Linked DNA regions of Mus musculus: all the other regions are linked to region 1. A link is a contact called in public promoter capture Hi-C data. All regions are on one chromosome and are shown on one strand. The core of a region is the stretch at or near the end of the contact, and the rest is flanking DNA. Distances in the headings are between cores, read along the strand shown. Region 1 holds the start of Snca (synuclein, alpha). Region 2 has its middle 32 kb from the start of Gm35386. Region 3 holds the start of A730020E08Rik (RIKEN cDNA A730020E08 gene).

Region 1 (4,383 bases), core at 889-3,388:
TTATTTCTTTGTGTGTGTGTGTGAGTGTGTGTGTGTGTGTATGTGTGTGTGTGTATGTGTGTATGTGTGTATGTGTGTGTGTAAGAGAGAGTGTGTGTGTGTGTATTGTGTGTGTGTGTGAGTGTGTGTGTGTGTGAGAGAGAGAGAGAGAGAGAGAGAGAGAGAGAGAGAGTGTGAGTGTGTGTGTGTGTGTGTGTGTGTGTGTGTGTGTGTTCTCACATAGTTCAGGCTGGCATCAAATTCTCTGTGTAGCTGAAGATGACCATCAACTCCTGGTCCTTGGGCCTCCACTTCCCAAATGCCACCAGGCTTACTGCCATACATGTCTTTGATTCATAAGCATATTCTTGGTTATTTTTCATGGGTTGCCAATTTTTAAAATTCAGTGTATTCATACACAGAAACAGAAAACCAAATAAAAAACCTACATAAATAACAAGATTAATGAATCTAAGGACAGAAAACATTGTCCCTGTTTGTTTCTGAGAGCTAATATGCAGGTTCATATTCTCTCACCTCCACACAGCTGTCACTCTTCTGAGAAGCTGTGATGCACACGAATCAGACACCACACACCAGCCACCCCAATTCATTAGTCACAGTGTCACTACCTACCTACATAGAGGACTCCCTCTTTTGTCTTTCCAGCTGCCTCTGCCACACCCTGCTTGGTTTTCTCAGCAGCAGCCACAACTCCCTCCTTGGCCTTTGAAAGTCCTTTCATGAACACATCCATGGCTAAAGATGTATTTTTGCTCCACACTAGAGAATACAGAATACATTTTGAATTAGAAAATTTGGGTAAAAAAATAATAATAATAAGGTTTAAAACAGCTAGAGAAAGAAAGGAAATTGAGGGGGAAAAATCAGTATGCCTTCCCCCAAGTCCTGGTGTAAGTGTGATTTCTTGGGTGGGGGGATGTGGGGGTGCTGGGCACAGTGTTGATTGATTGTTGAGTTATGTCACTCAATACTAGGAAAAAGTCATGTCACTTAAGGATGGGATGGATCTAGTTTGATCATTCGACTGCTCTTACATACATATTTCAGAAGAAGAGTTGCAGAAGGGGAGGTGGGCATCCTCTACCCCATCAAGTTCCCAGGGCCCAAAGGTTACATTCAAAGTAAAAAGACTATCTAGAAAAGGAACATGGGAGGTGGGCGTACAGAGATGGAGTGGGGGCAAGAGGATAAAAGACCCAGAGAGGAGTCAGTCTTTGGAGAAGGAAGGGAGGGGAACTGTTTAATCTAGAAGTAGGGAACTGCTTGAAGCCCAGCCTTTCTAATCTTGCAAGACCTTCTGCCCACCACTAGCTCTTTGCCTGCTATCTGCCCAGAGCAGGCGCTGTCCATACACTTGAGCAGTCTCACTTGAGCACCACCCAACCAAGAAGCTCTGTCCTCAGCTGGAATCCTCTAGAAGACCCTGCACCCCATGCTCATTAACCCTTTATCACCTGTTGCCTACTGTCCTCTGCACTTCTATTAATCATGGGCCAAAGGCACCCTTCTTCCTCTACAGAAAGAAGCTGAAATGCCTGGGGTTGGAGCATGAAAGTTGGATGCTCAAATTCCACCCAATGCCCAGCACTAAGCTTCCACCATCCAGCACTCAACATGAAACACCCTAGCGTTTCCGCTTGAAAAAGCAGATGCCACAGGCAACCTGGCCTTTCCCTCGGGCTTTGACAGGATGGAAGGGCATGTCTCCAGCGAAAGGAAAGCCGAGTGATGTACTTTCCACGCACTGGCCCAGTCCCCACCGCCAAAGCAGCTGTAGTTGGTCTTCTCTAGGCGTCCCGGCTCTTTGCTCCGGCTAGCTAAGATCCCCAGAGCTGCCCCATCTACAGGTACTTACCGGCTCCCTAGGCTTCTGAAGAACTCCGATTCTTCCTGTTTTCCCCAATCTAATTTCAATGAAAGAGGCAAGGGCAGGCAGGGGCAGGGGGAACACCTGCTGGTCTCCTGCCGTCTGCTGCCTGCTGCCGGGCGCTCTGGCTCCCTGGCTCCTTCACGTCGCCCCCGCAGCTGATTTGTCAGCGCCTCTCCCCGCCCCTCGCCTGCCTCGTGCCTTCGCTCCTCTTCCTAGGGAGGGGACGGGTTGGTTGGAGGTGCGGTGCGTGAGGGCTGTGGGTATCTGGAGCACATTCCCCCGGATGGAAGGAAGAGAGGACGGCCTGAGCCTCCCCTCGAGTTCAGAGGGCCCTCAGTTTTATCGTGGCTGAACTTGAGCTGGCGCCTCTCCTGCCCCACCCCCCTCCTTCCCTGCCTCAGTCTGTTCCCAGTTCCTCTAGGCGACCCCCTCCTCCAGGACGAGCCCAGATGCCACACCAGAGAGCTGGACCGCCTGAAATGGTCTGTGTGCGGAGCCAGGCAATGGAGAGGGAGCACACACCCTTGGGGTTGCTTTTGTTCACACAGCTTAAGATTTCCATTTGTTTTTACCCCGGAGGAGTCTAAAAGGGTTCTGGGTGCAAAGGGGAGCCGACTAAGGAAGAGTTACAGGTCGAAGAAGCAGGGGGAGGCTCAGCAAATCCTCATTCCCACTCCACTATCACCATTTTCTTTTCCACCAATCAGCGGCTGCCAGACGCTGATTTTTTTTTCCCCATCTGTGGAGCAAGGAATAAATATCCCCCAACCGTCGAAAACCAGCTGCCTCAAGGCTTTTTTGCACTTGAGAAAGTGGCTTACTATAGAGTTACAGGATAGGAAGGTAGCGGCTGTGGGATTCACCCTCTGGGACCATCACAGGCAGTTTCTTCCTTAGTCCCTACTTAATGGCAGATTTTGCACACCTCTTACCTTTCCGACTTCTGGCTGCGTGGAGCTCCAGCGAACAGACTCTTCTTCCAATCCAAGCACACGCGCAGATAGATGCACAGGCTTTGAGACAATTTCTGTGTTACTTAACACGTTCCCACTTCTCTCTGAGATGAGCAGAATACCACTGTTTTATAGCAGAGTGGATTTGAGTGCCAAGCTCCTCCCCCAGCAGAGTGCCTTGCTTTTCCTTTCTTGTATTCTGAACTTGTGTTGGGCACTGGAAGCTAAATCAAGCGTTTACTGTATTAAAAGGGGGGGGGGGTCGTAGGAGGGAATGCTTTCTCTGATCCTTGAAGTCAGTTGACTTCTGAATCCTGAAAAATAAATAAATAAATAAATAAATAAATAAATAAATTGAAGTCTAAAAAAGCATTTGAAACAAGGGACAAGCAGCTTGTTTGGCATGCTATAAAGGAAGGAGGCAGATAAAACCACAAATGCAGAGTACAAGTAATGTGACAGAAATTAACTGTTTAAGCAACGCCTTCAATTCTTATTCCCTTTAAAAATCAACCTTCCTACACACTAGTGGCACATACCATGTTTACTTGAAATTAAAGGAAAAGGTGGCACCTCTGCAGTAGATAGGGTTAGATCCTGGGCTCTAGCATCCCCATCCTGCCAAGTTAGGACACCTGTCCTCAACCAGCCAGGTAAAGTGACATATAAATAGTGAAATACTAGAAATGGGAGTAATTCAATGTGGCCACGTTAAGAAGAGGAACAGAGGTTTAGTGCCCCAAGTTCATCTTGTTTAGATAGAGGTCAGGATGTATGTATGACTAAGCAGTAGGTCAAAGTGTGCTTCCAGCTACTGTCTCTGTCTCCGCTCCAGTCTCTTCTGCAAGGAGGTCTGACTAAGTATCTGATATCTGATATTTCTTCCTGGGAGACATGCTCACCCTGTAATTGACACAAGGCTTCAGCCTTTTCCTTCCCTCAGCAAATTCCTGGAGGACTTCCAATTTCTTGGGGTCTATTTGTCAATAGTCTAAAGCCAGATGAGAGGACACAAACGTTTCCTCGGGATAATGTTTTGCCAGGCCTGTTTTGGTTGCGTCTGGGCGTTGGTTTTCTGCCTCTCAGAACTTTACCAAGTTATGTTCTATTTAGCCAGGTTTTTTTTTTTTCTATTATAGAAGAGAAAGTGAATTGAGATGACACCTCTCCTCTAAAATTTTAGAATGTAAAACATTTAAACATATTTACAGTTGTGAGACTAAGATTCCTACATAAATATCACCAGCTTCCACAAGCATCATTCTGTGCCTTCAGCATGGCTACTCTGTCACTATCGACTTCTCTCCTTCTAGAGATTTAAGCTTTTCATGTTTTTCCATCTGGGAACATTCTAGCACACATTAATAAATGTGAGAATGACTGAAATACCCAGGATGGCATCAAATGATATTCTACATTGAATTATAGTTTATAGAGTGAACTGCTCTGATTTTGTGTCTGCAGATTTTGAAAAAGTCCAAGTGATAGCATACCATTTTAAAGAGAGACTATTTCAATATCTAGAACACTCATTGCATGCAAAACTAAGCGGTACTG
Region 2 (4,408 bases), core at 1,530-4,029, 270 kb before region 1:
GACTCTAATTCTTTATCTCCTTCTTCTGGGAATTCTGCCAGAGAAGGGAGAGGAGGCACAGTAGCTGCTTCTGATAGTTACTCCTCAATAAGAAAAGACAGTTGCAGGGACTGCATCGGGACCCCCATTAGCTAGTTTATTATTTAAAACTCTACCTACCTTTTACCATTTTTTACAATGTATCTCTGCTTTATCTATAATAAACCATGGACATACCTGGTCTATAAAAATAAAAAAGTCTATCAAATCTTTCTTTTTAACTCGTACTCCTCTTTCTCTAATTACTATCTTTAAGCCTTTAACGAAGGCTGCCTCTTTAGATAGCTTATTTCCCAAATCCTGGAGTGGAGATAAATCAACTCACCAAGGACTTCTCACTCTTCCATGAGTGGCAGAAGGGGTCCTTCACTACTTCTAAATTCTTGGGGTCGTGACGAACTTCTCTGGAACCTCCACCTGTAGGGATTACGATCTGGACCTCGCCCCACTTTGCGTGCCACTTATCATGGCCCGTGGAATTCAGTTATTTGTGGGTGCGAGGGAGACCACAAACCTGGAAAGAAATGAGAGGAAGGGAAGGAGAGGCAGGAGACCAAGAAGATGGTACCTATCAAGGTCTCGTTTATTAGGCTGCGGTGCCTTCTTTTAAAGCATACATCCCGGGGAATAGGGGAGGGGTCGAGGGGGAATTTTACAAAGAACATAGAAGCGGGCTTCTGCTAACATGGGTGCCGAAGTGAGGTGCCAGGCATCGGGCACTCTGCATCTTATCTCTAGAACATAGATCCTCCTTGACAGCCTTTTGTGCCAGGCTGGGCTCAGGCATAACTCATGTCCTTGGATGGCATGGAAGTCAGGAAGAGACAGGGAAGAGGGGACTATAATTCAGCTTTTACAGCCTCAGGTGCCAGGAAGGGAAGAGAGAGGAGGAAGTAATAACCAGCTCCTATCACGAGGCCATTTGGCCTGTCAGGGAGATTGTGAAGGGCTTGCTTTCTCACAGGATGGTCTCTGACACTCTAGACTAAACCAGAAAGGAATATAAAATTAAAATCAAACAAACAAAAAGCCATGGAAAGAATATACAGAAATGTGTATTTTTACACTATGTGTTTTTTCACACAATGAAAAAAAATCAAACTTTCAATTTTAAAGTTCATGAAGAAGAATCCCAAGTCAATGGCATAAACCAAAACTTCAACAAGATCATAGAAGAATGTGTTCCCACAAAAGAGAGAGAGAGAGAGAGAGAGAGAGAGAGAGAGAGAGAGAGAGAGAGAGAGAGAGCAGTATAAGAAGCACAGATACCAGGGAAAAAAATGTCCACAGAATATTCCAGTTAAAACACTAAGGAGATATAACAAAGTGTTTTGAAAAATGAAAGAGAAGAAATGTAAATCACAAAAAAAGGAAAATTCCATCAAAAGACAGTTGCTTTAGCAATAGAAACTTTAAAAACCAGATGACCTAGCAGCAATGCATTCTGTGTGCTAAATGACTATGAAGGTTAGCCTAGGCTAATAGTCCCCATAAAAATACCCACTGTAACTGAAGGAGAAAGAAAAGCTTTCCAATTAACAGACTAAAAATTTTATATTCAACAAACCAAACCTAAAGAAAATAAAGGAAGCATTATTTGGTCTGGAGAGGAATAAACAGCAGAGGGACTGTGAACACAAATATGAGTCATAATTATTAAAACACAAAGGACCATTAAAGTACACATACAACACCAAAACTCAGCAACATGAAAAGCACAGTTAACAAACATTTAAATTATAATTAGGGCACAAAACAAATATTTACAAAATCAAAAACTTTCAAATGACTCCTGATATCATATCAGCTCAATTGAAATTGAATTTCAAATTGAAATTGAAATTAAAATTAGATTGAAAGCAAACAATTCTACAGTAATTACAGAATTTCATGAAGACGAAAAAACTCGTCACTGAATGATGACACTGGAAAATTGGGAAATGAACGTAAAAAGTTTTTAATCTAATTGAAAACCAAAATACAACAACAAAACCTCTGAGACACAATGACAGACCTTTGAGGGAAATTTCTAGATCTAAGTCCCCCATTTGAAAAAAAAATCAGAGATTTCAAATAAATAGCTTAATGAAGTAAGTCAAAATGTGAAAATAAATCAAACCTAATAATAAGGTAAGGAATAATAAAAGCCAGAGCAGAGATCAGTGAAATAGAAACAAAGAAAACAATACAAAGAACCATTGGCTCTGAGAGCTGGTTCTTTAATCAAATTCTATCTTCAGAGAAACTGGTGGCTAAGCCTTACCTATCAGTGGGGGGAAAGCAGGAGAAAAAAGAAACGGTATTATTAACAGCAAATGATATTTATATATTTAATTATTTCTCATTCCCCGGCTCCAGCAATCATTTCTTAGCTACTTAACTGAAACAGTGACAAGACTGTGGGTTCATGTCATAGTTTTGAGTCCTGACCCTGCCACATAAGCCCTCAACCATAATACAATACATTAAATGTGACATTCCAGGGCGGGTTTTAGATCCTCATTTTATTTCTCTTAACAGTGCTGCCTGGGTTTGGATTTGTCTAAGAATTTAGATAAGATGGAAGGCAGGTTTTTAGGTTACCAGAACTCGAGGACTCACTGGGGTCAAATGTTTGGTACTTGAGTAAAAATTGACACTCAAGCCTGGATATAAATCCAAAATGTCATAGTAACAGAGCAGCCAGGCTTCTCTGTTACAGAGAAAAATGTCTATGAATGTGGGTGTCTGCCACAGCAGGCACACTCCTGGTTCCCATAGAACACTGTCATCTCACGCTGCTGGAACAGTGCTGGTGGAGCGCCAGATACTGAGGAAATTTCAGTGGCTTTCATATGAATGAGAGGTGAATGTTGCCTGCTGAAATTAGAGATTTATATACTAAATGTGTTTATCTGGCTGGCTGAAATTTAATGGTGTTAGTTGATCGGTTTCAAAGTGTCACTAGATGGCAGTATCGTCCAGCTAGTATGCCACAGTTTGGATTCCGGATGTTTAATTACAATCACAGGAAAGAGACTAGGAAGTGGAATTTATTCCGTTCCAGGGGAGTGTTGTCCTTGACATAGAAAGACACTCTTTGAAGGGTCGAAATGAGGCACGGACAGGGTCTCAGACTCTTGGGAATGCTAGGAATGTCCAAATTTGCTGTAAACCAAATCTCTGCAAAAGAAAAATATTTTGACTGTCTGATTTGTTACAATTTGTTAGAAACTTTCAAAATTATGTTTCTCATTTAATTTTTCACTCTAGATTTTTTCTAGATCCTCTTTTTTGAGAAAAAATTAGCATGATTATCTCTCTTTGACCAAAATTTAGAGTCTCTTCAGGCCAGAAATTCTAACATACCAGCTGTTTATTTGGTAAACTGGGGAAGGTTGGTTAGCATAAGATGGGTGGCAATGCATGAATTTTCAGGGGTTGAAAGGTGGTTTCCAGGTCTGACATGTCCTATGCTATGAAGAAAAATTCCATGTGTTAACTTTTATCTAAGCTGATGGTGACTTTTCAGCTCGGTTTAGATACTTATATTTATATATAAACTAGTGGTTGTCAACCTTCTCAATGTGCCATCTCTTTACTGTATATTTTGGTAATTTACATCCATATATTTATTGTCATTGCTACTTCATAATTTTAATTGTGCTGAAAGTTTTTATCATAGTGTAAATACCTGATATGAAGGATATCTTATATTCAACCCTCTGTGAAATGGTCATTTGACACCCTGAAAGGGATCACAACCCACAGATTAAGAACCGAGACATAAGATTTTAGCCCTTGTACTTTAGTAACCACCCCAATTTTATATATATATATATATATATATATATATATATATATATATATATATATATATATTGTTTGTATGGTTTTGAAAAATACTAAATTTTCCAGAAACGTGGATACAATATGAATCCAGAGTACCTTACTTTTTTTCTTTTATAACCTCCTGCAATTTGTTTGTTCATTTTTGTGGTGGTTTGAATAAGAATGGCCCCACAAGCATATATATTTGAATGCTTAGTCATCAGATAGTGGCATTACTTGAGAACTAGTATCTATTACCTTGGACAAAGTGTATGAGGAGGGGTCGGCTTTAGGGTTCAAAAACCCAAGATAGGCCCAGTGTCTCTCTACTGTCAACTATTCCATCACCATGTCTGCTCGTGTGCCCCCATGCTCCCTTCCGTGATGAAAATGGACTAAACCCCTGGAAGCAAGCCCGAGTCAAATGCTTTCTTTGAAAGGAGTTCCCCTGGTCATGGTGTTTCTTCACAGCAATACAACAGTGAAAAAGACACATGGGAAAGACAAAGAACTATGAAATATCATATAAACACCAAATCTTCATAGAATATAATTGATG
Region 3 (4,586 bases), core at 403-2,902, 350 kb after region 1:
CATCAACTTTGCAAACACCTCCCCTTCTGAGTGTCTTGCTTTGTTATATAATAATAAATAATAATAATAAAACATATAGCAGAGATACTCTCACAGAAGAACATATAACAATCATAATCATATTCATTCAAAAGGTATACTTCTTGTACATCCGACCTCCACAGCCACTTCGCAGGAGTCAGACAGATTAACCAGAAGATGCATACAAATATGCACACGTACTTGGAGCGTAGGCTGTTAGACTTTCGCACGCATGCTGGCTGCTTCCAAACAAAGTAGTACACCAGGCATGAAGAACTTAAACTTTGAGAAAGAAGCTTCTAAAATGTGCCAGTAAGAACTCTAATGTATGACCTTAGGAACATATTATGTACCTCGAAATGGTCCTATATTCTAGCAGAATGGGTTAAATGTTTCTGCGAGAGTTAAATGGTTTCCATGTGTTGTATTGTCTGCTAAAGGCATAAATAGAAGGAATGGGGATGAAGAAGAGGACGAATGGGAAATTGTTCAGGTCCCAGTACAACCTTAAAGGAAATGATGCAGTGCAAGGGGAGACAGGATCACAGGAAAATGAATTAGGTAAACAACTGCACCAAGCATCAGAAATATTTCCATCTCTGAAGAGATACATTTTCTTCAAGAGGTCACCAGTCTAATGGTGTCAAGCTGGTTCCGGACTCTGGGTTGCTACTGAGGACCGCAAGAGTAGGCAGAGGAGTCCACTCCCAGCCAATCCCAAGGTTTCCATTCTTACAATCACTGCCACAAACGGTTACTGGGAGGCGTGACCTGTTTAAAGGGAAGGAGGCCGGGTCCTTGTTACCTTGTTAGCTACAGAGTTGTCAAGACGATCGTGGGGCGGATGACACGGAAAGACCCAGACAGAATACTGCAATAACTCCTATCTCCAGGAAGGGAAAGACAATATCTCTGTCACAGAGAGCCCAGGCGCAGCGCTGTCCCATTCTTCAGCGTCCCACCGCGCGTGCCCCTTACTGCCCTGGCGACTCGCAGGGCGCGGGGATCTGGCGCTCGGCGGGCTCCGCTCCCTCCCCCGATTCGGCCGCGGGTGTGCGCGTGTCGCCGCGCCAGGCTGCGTGCGCGGAAGCCAGCGACGCGGTTGGCCGACGCCGCCCTCGGGCTGCCCCCGCCCGGCCCGACACTGTCACCCGCTCCGAGGCCGCGGCGCCGCCTCCTGCCGCCGGGAGCGCGGCCTGCCCGGGAGGCGCTCGCTGCAGCCGCCCCGCGGCCCCGCTGCGCACACCGCCGCCCACCCGCGGCCGCCGCGCGCCCCGCCCGCTCCCATCCTCGCTCAGAATGACTGACTGCGAAGCTCTGGCGGAGCAGCCGCGGTGGCGCAGGCGGGAGCGGCAGGAGGAGTGCTGAAGACAGCGGCCGAGCCGGAGTGGACGCCGCGTCGGGACCAGCCCGCAGCTCCAAGGTAGCGACGCGGTGCAGAGGACTCGCGTGGGGCCTGGACTGAGCGCGACCAGGTGACTCTCCCCGGCTCGGCCGTCGGCCCAGCGGGGGGTTGGGGGGGACTCGCCTGGCGGGCGTGGGCACTGCGCGGCGTGGCCCGCTCCTGCAATCCGGGGGTCTCGGTCGCAGAGTTGGCGCGAGCTCCGGTTGCGGAGCGGGGGCGGGGGCGGTGCGGTGGGGCAGGCGGGAGCTCCACGCCGACCGCCCCTGCCTCCGGAGCCCGCCACGTAGAGTGGACGGATTGCTTTGTGGCGCACCCCGGGATCGCGGGATGCGGGCGTGGGGTGCTCCTGCGTGTGTTCTCGCGCCGGGTCACCCGGCCGGAAAGTGAACCCCGCGCTGACAGCAGGTGGCTGTCAGGCCCCTCACCTTTGGGCTTGAATCTTAGGGACTCGCGCACACGGTGCCAGCGCCTAGGGAGCGTGCGCGAAGGGGCGACCGAGGGATTTGTGAATGGTGCTTCTGAGAGGAGGCTGTGCCTTGCTGATGCAAAGGGGCTAGTATCCCGAGTGAGAAGAAAGGCTATTTATGGCAGAGTTGTGGGGTTCCCTTCTGTGTACGCTGAGCCCCTCCTGCTTGGAACTGGAAGCAATTCTGCAATTCTGCTTTTTTTTTCCCCCCTTCTGGAACCTGCTCTGTAAAACGAAAGAAGGAAGTCTGAAGTAGACTCCGGTGTGTACAGGTAGAAGTGCTTCTTGGAGGTCATGAACCCCTGCTCTGCCATTTCTGAGAGTCCTAGCTGTCTGTTCCTGCTACCTCTTCAGGTCCCCACTAAGACCACAGGACAGAAAACCTGCTTGCTTTCAGCAGCTTTCACTGGTCAAACCATTGCAGTTGAGCACTTTTCTTCTGAAATGAAACACACACCCTCCATTCTTCCCTTCCCATGAGGGCTGTTCAAAGAATGTTCACCTATTTTACACGAAGAGATGTTATTCAAAGCCCCTGGGAGAATGTTGCTATGTGAGTTTATGTCGACACCGACTCTTTAAATCTAGTTACTGGGGACAACCTAGAGTACTCTTCATCTAGGCTATAGAATAATTAGTTTGTTTTGGTTTCCCTTTGTGCTTTCTTTAAACAAGTGCCAATTACAGGGTCATAATTTGAAGCTTAGATGTAAGTTGGGTCAGTGTCTACCAGAGTACCTTAGCAAATTTATTATGTCCTTTGAAGAAGCAAACTGTGTTTCTATATAACTGCTGACTGGACTGTGACAGTGGAACATTGCTTCAATTAATTTTAAGCTGAATTCTCCTTGAGACTGCCATATATAATTTTTTTGTTTTAAAAATCAGACTGAAATTCCATATTACATATGACTGCACCTTTGGTAGTCTCTCTCTCTCTCTCTCTCTCTCTCTCTCTCTCTCACTCACTCACACACACACACACACACACACACACACACACAAAGCATCAACCTATTATTAGAGTGATTTGTCTTCACCTCATTTAATTAAAGAGACTGACCAGAACTGTTTTGATTTAAAAAAAAATGTATGTGTGGTAAGCCCCAGGTTAAAGAGCTTTCCCTACCAGTTCGTTCATTTGAATAGAGTTAAGAGTTTGATTACATATGCATATATGAACATATATAGATACATGTATATATTATCTATCTATCACCATCTATTGTCTATGAATTACTGCTAGTTCAATGTGCATTTGCAATGCTGGAGTGTCTTGTGGGACTCTGACCACACCACATAGATATAGTTCCATTACTGTGATACTGGAAGTCATATTTATGGAATATTCTTAATGTCATTGGAATTGGTTATTGTTTCTTATTTTAAAGTTTTTTCTAGTACTATGTTAGTTGACATTAAATTCCAGAAGTAGAAAATGAAACATTTATGACCTTACAGTAGTAATTTGCTTTTCTATCATACTTTATTGTTCATCATAATACTCATAGTAAAGGCCTGTCTTGAGTAGTGGGATGTCTAGACAGTTTTGAGACACACAGGGACTTCTTTCTATATACTCTACTCTTCAGGAACACATGGGCAGTTTGAAGGAATCTGAGGTGAATACTTAAAGACAGAGTTAACAGCCCATGATAGCATGGGATTACAGGTCTAGTGAGGAGTCCAGGGGCTCAGAGAGTGGCAGTAACATTTAGTACTATATTTTGTCTGAAAAACATCAGTAGGTAGGTGAGACTTTGTCTTTTATTAAAGGGCTCGTAAGATTAGTAGGTTGTGGATAACAAGACCTACAAGATCTAAGATGCAAATCTGGCGTAGAGAACAGTAACGATGACATGGAAGATAAGTTTGCTTTGCAATAGATTTAGATATCGTTAAATATTGGGCCAGTTGGGCCTGTTCTGATGTAAAACGTTTTATGACTTCTCTTCTTGGAGTTTGTGGTCAGTATTTCTGCACCTTGACTGGCTAAATCTGTATGTTTTATAATAAGTAGTTTATTTTTTAACTTCTACAATAGTGAAGTACTTGTAGGGAAATGGTGCTGGATGTTTACATGTCTCCACATCACATTAAGGCACAGCAGAAAGCCTGTGGCACACCACCTCTTTATGTTAGGGTGGTAACTAATTCCTTACTTTAACATCTTGGGTCTCTTCCCTAAAGAAGAGATAAGGTGTAGGACAACAGTGCTGATGAACATTGATAGAATGTATAACATTTTATTATCCTGTATATGCATATCCACTAAATAATTTATTTACTCATATTCATTTGGTAGATTTGTTGGATAGATTAGATTTTATCTCAAGTTCTTACATGTAGCGAAATGACACTTTGGCCACCTTTACATGGCTTGCCATGAATACAGTGCAATGATTTTCAGCCTGTGGGGAAGTTTTCAGAATAGTAGGAACACTTTCAAAGATCATTTGGCTATATCTTAGCAGGAAATTGTATTACTAACAGTAGCATGACCTATCAGTATTCTATACTTGTGTGTGTGTGTGTCTGTGTGTGTGCAGTAATTTTTATGGTACAAAATAAACCCTGACAGTCTTTTGCGAAGATACAGTCTATATGTAATGGCTGTATATGAAGTGAGTGAGAATTTTTATAGAAACAATGAATGTTAAAAATGCATTTTTTCATTTTACAAGCATAAAAGTA

Evidence for each region. Promoter capture Hi-C pulls out the DNA fragments that hold promoters and counts their contacts.
Region 2: a promoter capture Hi-C map of hippocampal neurons shows a contact between it and region 1, with 3 times the contacts expected there. The contact joins the enhancer-like site here to the promoter of Snca in region 1. A contact is called at or near these places in 4 of 39 promoter capture datasets (the HPC-7 cell line, embryonic stem cells and hippocampal neurons), 2 of 484 Hi-C or Micro-C datasets (cortical neurons and embryonic stem cells) and 1 of 115 datasets of contacts at active chromatin or transcription factors (embryonic stem cells).
Region 3: a contact with region 1 is called in a promoter capture Hi-C map of embryonic stem cells. The contact joins the promoter of A730020E08Rik here to the promoter of Snca in region 1. A contact is called at or near these places in 3 of 39 promoter capture datasets (cranial neural crest, embryonic stem cells and hippocampal neurons), 3 of 484 Hi-C or Micro-C datasets (all in embryonic stem cells) and 1 of 115 datasets of contacts at active chromatin or transcription factors (forebrain).

The regions. Positions count from the first base shown.
Region 1 is chr6:60,826,866-60,831,248 of GRCm38.p6, forward strand. It overlaps Snca (synuclein, alpha), which reads right to left and starts at 2,139. Exons shown (of 6, transcript NM_001042451.2): 1 at 1,859-2,139; 2 at 616-762. The coding sequence starts at 736.
Region 2 is chr6:60,553,007-60,557,414 of GRCm38.p6, forward strand. No RefSeq gene overlaps it. Among named protein-coding and RNA genes, the nearest start is that of Gm35386, 32 kb to the right of the region's middle. Within about 2 kb of position 2,780, at least 11 of the 459 cell types and tissues checked have an H3K27ac peak or open chromatin away from gene starts, as enhancers often do. A contact at or near this core is called in hippocampal neurons, where this site is marked.
Region 3 is chr6:61,179,158-61,183,743 of GRCm38.p6, forward strand. It overlaps A730020E08Rik (RIKEN cDNA A730020E08 gene), which reads right to left and starts at 1,653. Exons shown (of 3, transcript NR_040287.1): 1 at 1,550-1,653; 2 at 827-904. It overlaps Ccser1 (coiled-coil serine rich 1), which reads left to right and starts at 1,168. Exons shown (of 11, transcript NM_183310.2): 1 at 1,168-1,496.